3 separate regions of the Gossypium hirsutum genome follow, and regions 2 and 3 are each linked to region 1. Evidence: chromatin contacts called from public Hi-C data. All regions are on one chromosome and are shown on one strand. Each heading gives the region's core, a stretch centred on a gene start, on an enhancer-like site or on the middle of the called end of the contact. The rest is flanking DNA. Distances are from core to core; before and after follow the strand shown. Region 1 has its middle 23 kb from the start of LOC107892025. Region 2 has its middle 38 kb from the start of LOC107892028. Region 3 holds the start of LOC107892029 (kinesin-like protein KIN-14C).

The links. Hi-C and Micro-C count contacts between places; a contact is called where the count stands out from the background.
Region 2: a Hi-C map of leaf shows a contact between it and region 1, with 3 times the contacts expected there. The contact joins two enhancer-like sites. A contact is called at or near these places in 4 of 34 Hi-C or Micro-C datasets (all in leaf).
Region 3: a contact with region 1 is called in a Hi-C map of leaf, with 1.8 times the contacts expected there. The contact joins the promoter of LOC107892029 here to the enhancer-like site in region 1. A contact is called at or near these places in 2 of 34 Hi-C or Micro-C datasets (both in leaf).

What each region holds. Positions count from the first base shown.
Region 1 is chrD09:24,971,786-24,974,832 of Gossypium_hirsutum_v2.1, reverse strand. No RefSeq gene overlaps it. Among protein-coding and RNA genes, the nearest start is that of LOC107892025, 23 kb to the right of the region's middle. Within about 2 kb of position 1,767, at least 6 of the 9 cell types and tissues checked have an H3K27ac peak or open chromatin away from gene starts, as enhancers often do. A contact at or near this core is called in leaf, where this site is marked.
Region 2 is chrD09:25,251,565-25,254,552 of Gossypium_hirsutum_v2.1, reverse strand. It overlaps the pseudogene LOC107892685. Among protein-coding and RNA genes, the nearest start is that of LOC107892028, 38 kb to the left of the region's middle. Within about 2 kb of position 1,687, at least 8 of the 9 cell types and tissues checked have an H3K27ac peak or open chromatin away from gene starts, as enhancers often do. A contact at or near this core is called in leaf, where this site is marked.
Region 3 is chrD09:25,303,859-25,306,735 of Gossypium_hirsutum_v2.1, reverse strand. It overlaps LOC107892029 (kinesin-like protein KIN-14C), which reads right to left and starts at 1,447. Exons shown (of 23, transcript XR_005918583.1): 1 at 840-1,447; 2 at 27-184.

The sequences.
Region 1 (3,047 bases), core at 518-3,017:
AAAAAAAATTAGGTGTTGCCACTTTGTTAGGCTGCACCAGTCTTTAGTTTTCAAAATACCCATTAAAAATACATGTATTCAGAAAAAGATAAAAAAAAAAAGGAAAATATATTTTTGAATGGATTCTACTAGTGTGTTAGGCGGTACTAGTGGGAATTTTAAAAAAATAGGCGAAACAGGAAAAAAAGGCTGAAAAGAAACCGTTGAAATAGAAAAAGAAAAAAGAAAACTGAAAAAAAATAAAGGGAAAACCCATGATCGATACTTGCTTTATAAGTGGTTATTTTATTATTGGCTTGTTAGTATCACCACCAGTAAATGAAATATTGTTTCAAAAAATAAATCTTAAATGAGATGAGAATGGAAAGAAAGAGATGTGGGAGAAAGATAGAGAGACGAGAAGGAAAGTCAAATATGAGAAAAGAAAGAGAATAACAACTATGTAAAATAGTGATCTGAAAGGGAATTGAATATTTTATGGAAAATAGGAAATCAAACATGGCAAAGGAAAGAGAATAACATATGTGGAAAATAGATATATAAAAGGGAATTTAATATTTTAGGGAAAATAGAAAATCAAATATGGTAAAGGAAAGAGAATAACATATATGGAAGATCTATATCTTATGGCATCATCAATAATTCAATTTTAGCAAAAATTTATAATGATTCAATATGATAAAATAATTCAATAATATAAATAGTATAAAATGTGAAATTTATTTTAATAATATAAATAGTAGATATAAATAAAATTATTATTTAGGTTTAGGAAATTTTTTTGGATGATTTTAATTTTTTATTTGGTGGTAAAGGGTGAGAAATAAAAATTTAGGGGGAAATAAAAAGTTTTTGAGGTTGAGGAAGTAAATTTTTTTTTTTGGGGGGGGAATAAATGGGAGGAGTAAAATTTTGAGAGGGAAATATTAAAAAAATGGGGGGGGAGGGGGAGAATGGGTTTGGGGTAGAACGGGGCTAGGATGGGAGGGGAGCAAAAGTTATGGGGGCAAAATGGGAGGGAGTAAAAGTTTTGAGAGGAAAGTGAAGAGGTTTAGGAGTTTGGAGTAATAATGTAAATTATTATAGTTTAATATTCGGTTTATTCGAATTATTCGAGTTATTCGAATTTGAAAACCAAACTTGATTCGAACTCAAAATTCAAAAAAAAAATATTCGAGTTGACTCAAATAACTCGATTCGTTTAACTCGTAACTCGAAATTCAAAATTTTTTCAATTTTTTCGAGTCAAATTGAGTTTTGCTCATCCCTAGTCATCATTGGGAGCGGTGCCGCTAGTGTATCAAGTGACATCAGTGGATACTATGGAGAACAAATCATTTTTGCATATAAATTTTGACTTCGAATTATTTTTGTAAGTAATTAATTATTTTGCATCAATGGAGTAAAAAAGCTGTAAATGGGCTTTGACCTTTAAATTTATTAAGAAATAGCAACATGAACAACAATCAATGAATGTATCGAACGAGGGTAATCAAACCTGAAAACTTCCTCAACCGCCATACTTAGGCTAATTTTACTCAAATTGTCCCTACATCCGAAAATTCTAAATAATCGAAAGACCTAACATTATCTAAGATAGTTCCTGATAAACATAAATCTAATATGGATTGTTTATGTGACAAGTAGTGCGCAGTCGGTTTCCACAATTCTTTTTCTCCTGCTAGTTGAATCCCGCGTATAAGGGCTTGGGCTTCCGCCCATGTCGGCTCCATATGGCTCGTTATCCTTGTCGCTAAACTTTCGTGGACAAATCCGTCCCTTTCCCATTTAGCCGCGTGATTTGGGCAAGGAGATGAGCCTTCTCTGCTCCCCCTCCCCACATTAAAACTTGTTTAATTATTTTTCATTTATGGTCGAATGGCCCTTTAGCCAATTCGTCTTTCTAAAGCCTAAACGGGCAGGGTGGGGGACACGGCCCGCCACTCATCCATTTACTTTCTCTTTTTTATTTTATTTTTTTGAACTGCAGCCGATTGGGCCATTCAAAATTCAAAGCCTCATTAGGCTTTGCAGACCAAGATCCGCAATGGTGGGGGCCACGCCCCATCAAATTCATATATATATTCCATTTTTTTCCAATTTCCAATTTGATTCGTTTTCCATAATTTGTATTTTTAATCATTTTCACTAATCCTCGTTTAAATAAATTTAATTCCAATAATTTAATATTATAAAAAAAACACTTATAATATCATGCGAGATTATCAAAATACCCTTAAGTGGTAAATTTATCATTTTGCTCTTTTTTCCTCTTTGCTCAATTCCTTCATAATAATTTGTAATCAATCTAAATTCAGCAATTCTCATTTAATACTTAGTACGCATCCTTGGATATTGAAAAATATAATTTTACCTTCGCTCAATAAAATTGTTAAATTTACAATTTAATTTTTATACTCTTAAATTCTTTCAAATTGGTCTCAAAAGTAATTCTCATTACACCAATATATAATCCAACTCATTCTTATGCCAATTAATCAATAACCACTCACATTTTCCCTTATGGTCAAATGTGTTTGTAGAAGCCAATTTTGCCGGGCCCAACCGAACAGAAATCAAAGCAAAATAAAAATAAAAAAATAATATGATCTAGAGTCCATTGACAAATATCAGACCCAAATTATATCAAGCCCAAGTGGCCCAAACCAAAAAAACCCTAAAGCCCACAACAGCCTAAACTATTTTCAGAAAAACAAAAACCTAGTGCCACACCCTACCTAGTCGCCGCTGCACCCTAGCCTGCCACCACCAACTGCTTTGCCATCACTAATCACCCTTGTAAGAAGAAGAGAAAACACGTAAACAACAGTAGCAAGAGCAATAGAAAAATGATAAAAAAAATATATTGTAAAATGACTATAAAAAAAAGCCAAAAGCAGATTGTAAGAGTAGGGTTTTTTGCTTCTGAAATAAAAATCGAAATAAAAAAGTAAAAACAAAACAATCGAAAAAATTCAAAGGTGATTTTTTTTCTTTTTTTTCCTTGAATCCATTATTGTATATATATATAAAGAAAAAGAAAACTC
Region 2 (2,988 bases), core at 438-2,937, 280 kb before region 1:
TCAATTAGATACAAAACTTTCTCTTGTTACTTTAATTTCTTTAGTATCCAATAGATTTTATCTTTGAGATCTTTCAAAAGTGTAAAAATCTCAACTTTGGTTGTGCTTTTATCACCATTAGTGTTGCTATCATCTCGAGCAAAGACTCCATCAAGAGTCATTAAGATTTTCTCAACATTGCCTTTTTATATTTTCTTTAATGAATCATTTAAGCATGAACTTGACTGATATTTGTATGTTGATGATGAATATGCACTAAATCTTATGGTGGTTGGTTGATTAAAATGTTGCATGGTTAGTTTTTGGGTCAATGACTAAATCAGATAGACTCCAAACCGAGAATAGGTGAGACCGAGAGGAGAACCTATTGCAAACCAATTTGATTGTCCCGATTTAGTTTAGTGTGGTTGAAAGATAAACAAGAGTAAATCTTTTAATTAAGTAAAATGGTGATCGAAAGGTAAAATTGAACCAATTAGGAGTTTGAGCAATTTAGATCCCTAATCCAAGAATTGACTAGCAATATGGACATCAACTGACCACTTTAGCCCATTGAATTGATATTTGTACACTTTTGTCTATTATTCAATTTAGTCCTCCTATGTGTAATTTAGCATAATTAATCTTTGGTGACGATTTTGCCGTAATATAATACTTAATCATTAGCTAGCTAGACTTCTTAGTTGCATGCATTGTCATTGTTAATCACCTTACCGCTTGATCTCTCTTGGGTCTGATCCTCGGAATGCTTAGTGTTCCGTTATAACACACAAATATTACAACTGATCTGTCATACTTGCAGTCAAACCACTTTAATTTCTGATATTTTTGTGTTGATTCTGTACTCGACGTTCACTCGCCGTGATGTGGTCAAAGACACGCACACATTAACACCTAGCATACTTAATTTCCATTTATTTTATTATCACAATAAAGAAAAAATAGTGATAATTATCATATTATACAGAACCAACAATAAACTAAATTTAACAATCAAATTCAATACAAATATGTTAATTGTGACTAATTTATTTAATTGTAATAAATATCAAACTATTTGTAATATTGAAAATATAATGCACAAACGACAAAAAGAAAAAGAATAACATAGTGCATTATATATTTACATAAAAAACTCCGATACATTTTTAACATATTGGTAGTGAAAAGAAAATGCAAATATAAATAAACACCCAAAAAAACTAGTCATCGAGCACCACATACTTGATTTCATCATCATCATAATAAATTTCTTGAGAATCATCAATCACTTTTCTCAGAACCAAGATGAATGCCATAAAATCTTATGATAGCTTGATATCTAACATAGCAATCCACATAGAGTAACAAGCATGTTGTGATTCCTTCTACGAGTGGTGGAGCTCGTGGTGGAAATCGCAACCCGCCTTGTACACAACTTTTTACAAAGAGATGAATCAGGGTAGCATATATCTAGTTCTCATCGGAGAACTTGATTTCGTCCAAGAGGCTCTTTTAATATATGGTTAACAATGTCTCTCTTAGACTTAGAATTTTAACATGGCCGTCTCTCATTATTAAGCTACCCGCCCAAAGCAACTCTTGGATTTTGCCATTCACTTTCATGACATAGATAATATCATCTTTAGGAATGCATTCCCCCAATTCGGTGGGCCTACCACCAAACCAATAGTTTGGTTGACTGTAATGGTATTACAGCCCGAATCCATTCCAGGCTCTATTACGGGAAAATGTTGAATAGGCATTCCTTTCTTCACCGCTGAATAGATATTCCATTCCACGGGAGTAATTTTTTTCCCAATTTTCATTTTTTGCCCTCAGCTTCATCTTCTCCTTTCCTTTCCATCTCTGCGTTTCCCTTTTTTCCTTCTTATTTCCCTTCATCTTAGTTTCCTTATTTCCTTCTTATTTCCGCATCTGCTGCTACTGTTTCTGTTCGCCTTCAGCATTCGGCTTGGTCTTCAGCATTCTGCACGGCGACTGCTGCTACTGCTTCTGTTAGACCTTTTATTTTCTAGGGTTTCTGTGACTTAAAATGAATTGGCTCTCTCGTATTTTTCATTATTTTACTTTTCTGTTACTCAAGTTTGGGTATTTGTTTTTATTATTTTCGATTCACAGTCTGAGCAACCCGAACAACCTGTAGTTGAAGATGACGACGACAACGATGACGACGACGATGATGACGATGACAAGGATAAAGATGACGCTGAAGGTAAATATTCGTTTTCATTTAATTTCTTATTCATTTGTTAATATTTTAGATTTAGGGTCGAATTGATTTCAGTAGTGCTATCGTTTTTGGTTAATTATATATGTTTCCTGAATCTTGAATTATGCCTGAGCTTCGAATCAAGCTTCTAGTGTTTTTGTCTTGAATTCGATCGATTTTGATCTTTGTTTAGACTCTTTTTTAAGCTTTGTTATTGATATCGGTGCTACTGCTATGAATCAAAATCCGGGAACCTTCAAGTCTAGGGTTCTTGATGGATTTAGATACCTTTTTATATTCGTACTATGTTACATGAACTGGAGTGTAGATGTTGGAAACAGTGTATGTATGACATGGTATTCTTTTTTCATATATTTAGAGGGTTTTTAGAGGGTTTATCTTCATATTTTTATTCAACTCGGATATGTGTCCAACATGCGTGTTGGATTCATCTATGAACTCAATGTTTTATGTTAATGTATTCCATGCATTGCAACTTTCGTTTCTCTCTGTACCATTCTTTAAGATGTTTTAAGTGATAGTGGAGATTTATATCTTGCTAAAATATGGTATTCTTCATATCACTGTGTTTAGAGTTTCATATTCGGGAGGGTTGGGACTTTTTCTGTTAAGAGATTCATCTTTTGTGTTGTTGTTCTGTCTCTGGGCATGGTTAGATTCTTTCAAGTTTGTCTTTGTATTTGGAGGTCCTTGAAATTCATATTGCTATATCCATGTACCAGATACGAATACTTAAAAAGAAAAAGATCTCAAGC
Region 3 (2,877 bases), core at 198-2,697, 330 kb before region 1:
AGAATCCAAAATGAGTTTTAAACAACCTCGTTTGGAGAACTAGGACTAAGCCTGTTCAAGATTCTACATAGGACAGTGCCATCAAGCAAGCAAGCTCGCAACTCTTCATCTGAGGCTTCTGTTGGCAACCTGAGATCAGGAAGAACGGTGTTCAACCACTGAATCACAATCTCCCATTGCTTGGCTGCAGAGGAGGAAAAAGACAAAAAGGCAAACACACTTTGTTAAACAAGGGAAAATGATAAAGGACATGTTGCCTCATAATTACTATTCACCATTAGGTCAAAAACATGGAAATGCAGTTACATTAGAACAGCCAAATCCTCCATAGTTTTTTTGTTTGTTTTGTTTTGCTTACATTGAGTTACAAAGGTGCTTTGTGGCTTAATTATGAACATTTGATGTCAAGAACTTGATTCAATTCGATATCAAGGTACCTACATGTTTTGCATATTGAAATCTACACAATCACACAAACAATGATAACCAGCAGACTCCAAATGCATTAAGCAGTTGAACAGAAATTTGTGATCTTCAAATAAAACTGCATTAAACTTTTACACCCTTTAACAGGATTGATTTGGAAAAACAAATTGCAGCCATTATGAAATTTGTAAGACTGAAATGCAAAGAACAAAGAAGCTAACAATTTCATAAAATACAGCTGACATTGATGATTTTACAACCTTGTTGAAATCTGGGTATGTCTTGCAAATATATACAAAACTGAACATTATACCATCCAAAGACTGGGACATAATCATTCAACATTGTTAAAATAGAAAAATTAGCAACAAAATTTAAAGTGAAAACATAAATGACATGATAGGAAAGGTTACCATAAGATTGGGGAGACATGACAAAGGCAAAGAGCCCAACCCTAAGAAGACAAAGAGATGATGTGGAGATGCGCACGTAGAACAAAGGTTCAAGGAATCTTTGTTAAATGGCAAGTACTGGATTATGTCATTAAAAGAATTTTCCTTTTCTTTTCCTTTTTTTTTTTTTGAAATTTTTGGGTTTGAAACATTTTTTGATTGTTTGGCATTCGCTGTACCGTTGGTGTAGAGGGAGAAATTAAGCGGCAAAGTAGGATCCGACATTGATGCTCCATCTTTTGTGGGTTTGAGTTGGGTTGTTTCGGTAGCCAACTCAATCCCAAACAACTTCATCTAAAGAAATTCTTCGCCTATTCATAGCCTTTCTTAAAACCAACAACAAAAACTCTGAAGTTATTTTGACAACATTTAAGACATTACTGTACGAAAATCATACATAACTTCTTCAAATCAATATTAAAAACATATATATGGCAGTCAAACTTTGCCGAAATTAAAAGCTTTCTAGTACACAACAAACTAATTCACGTTTTGGGAGGGGGGGAGGGGTTCAACTATGTTTTTTTTGACTTCTTCAAATGAAATAATAAAGCATGCATTTTGTAATTTGAATATTCCTTGAGTCACTTCAGCTGTTGTTTTTAAATATAAATATCACGGTTTGAAATTCTTTTAAAGAAATAGCTTACTTGAGAAATTATCTATAATCTGTAGATAACTCTGAATTTGTCTTCCAAAAAAAAAAAGAAAACTCTCTCTCTCTCTCTCTCTCTCTCTCATATTGCTAACATTAAACTATCATTTTCTGTTATATATATTATATTTATCATCAAGTTTTATGGTAATTCTCAATTACTTAATTAATTAATTATATAATTTTATACTAGTTAAATTGAGATCTAGGGATTATCCAAAAAAATTTACTTTCTTTTATGTTTATAATATTCAAAGGCACAAATTTCTTTTTTTCATGGTGAATGGCAAAGAAAAGCCGTCGTAAGGAAGAGGAGAAATCGTCTAATATCAAAAATAGAGAAATGACGGGGTTGTTTAACTCGAACATAGAGGGTCAGGCTCATAGACTTGGGTTGAATAAGATGGGAATGGAGGATTTTGTTTTGTCCAGAGACATACTAGTTGGCCAAACTAAGAGAGATGGAGACAAGGGGCTTGGCTTTTCTAAAGAGGATAACATCGTGTTAGGTGAAAATGATGTGTTGAAAGGTGAACTAAACGGTCTATGTTATACTATACGTCGATAATGGCAGCAGGAATAGTTGCAAAGCAATAAGAAAGAAAAATAAGAATGCGCAGATTTTAAGTGGAAAACCCTTATCGAGAAAAAACCACAGGCAGAGGAGGAGAAATTCACTAATATTGAAAAACAACAATATAAGAGATTTGCGGTTATGTGCAATTTTTTAAGAGTTAAAACCCGTCTAATAGAAGAAGTATAGTCCTATATGGATTCAACTTGTGTGGCAAGTTTCGTACTCAAGTTTGACTCTATTTTATTTCTTTAATAAGTGAGTTGCACATCAAACTTTTTAGGCTGGATCAAATAGGATTCGGGTCAAATAACTCTAACAGTCTACAATTCATAGGTTTCTCAAATTGTGTTCAGACTTAGTCGAAAAGAATATGGCATATTTATACTTTGTGGAAAACTACGATGCTGATGAAGTTGATAAATATTGAGATGGGTACTTTCTCGTGAAATTCTGATCAAAGAAAGATTATAAAAAGGTTCTTACTAGGGGTCCATGCTGGATTTGGTGCCGTATTTTCCTCAATATACACTTATAATTTTTTTGAACAAATTATTTAATAAAACAAGTTCATTGATTACATTAATATACTTTGTATAATTATCCTCACATGGTTCTTGCACACAAAGAAAAATAGAAGCAAATGTTGTTCATCGGTTGTCTACTGTTTAAACTAATACTAAGTGGTATTACGTGGTCAGATCATAGTACGAAAAGACAACTTGTATTAATAGATGAACCTAAACATGTCCTTAGTCTAATCAGAAATT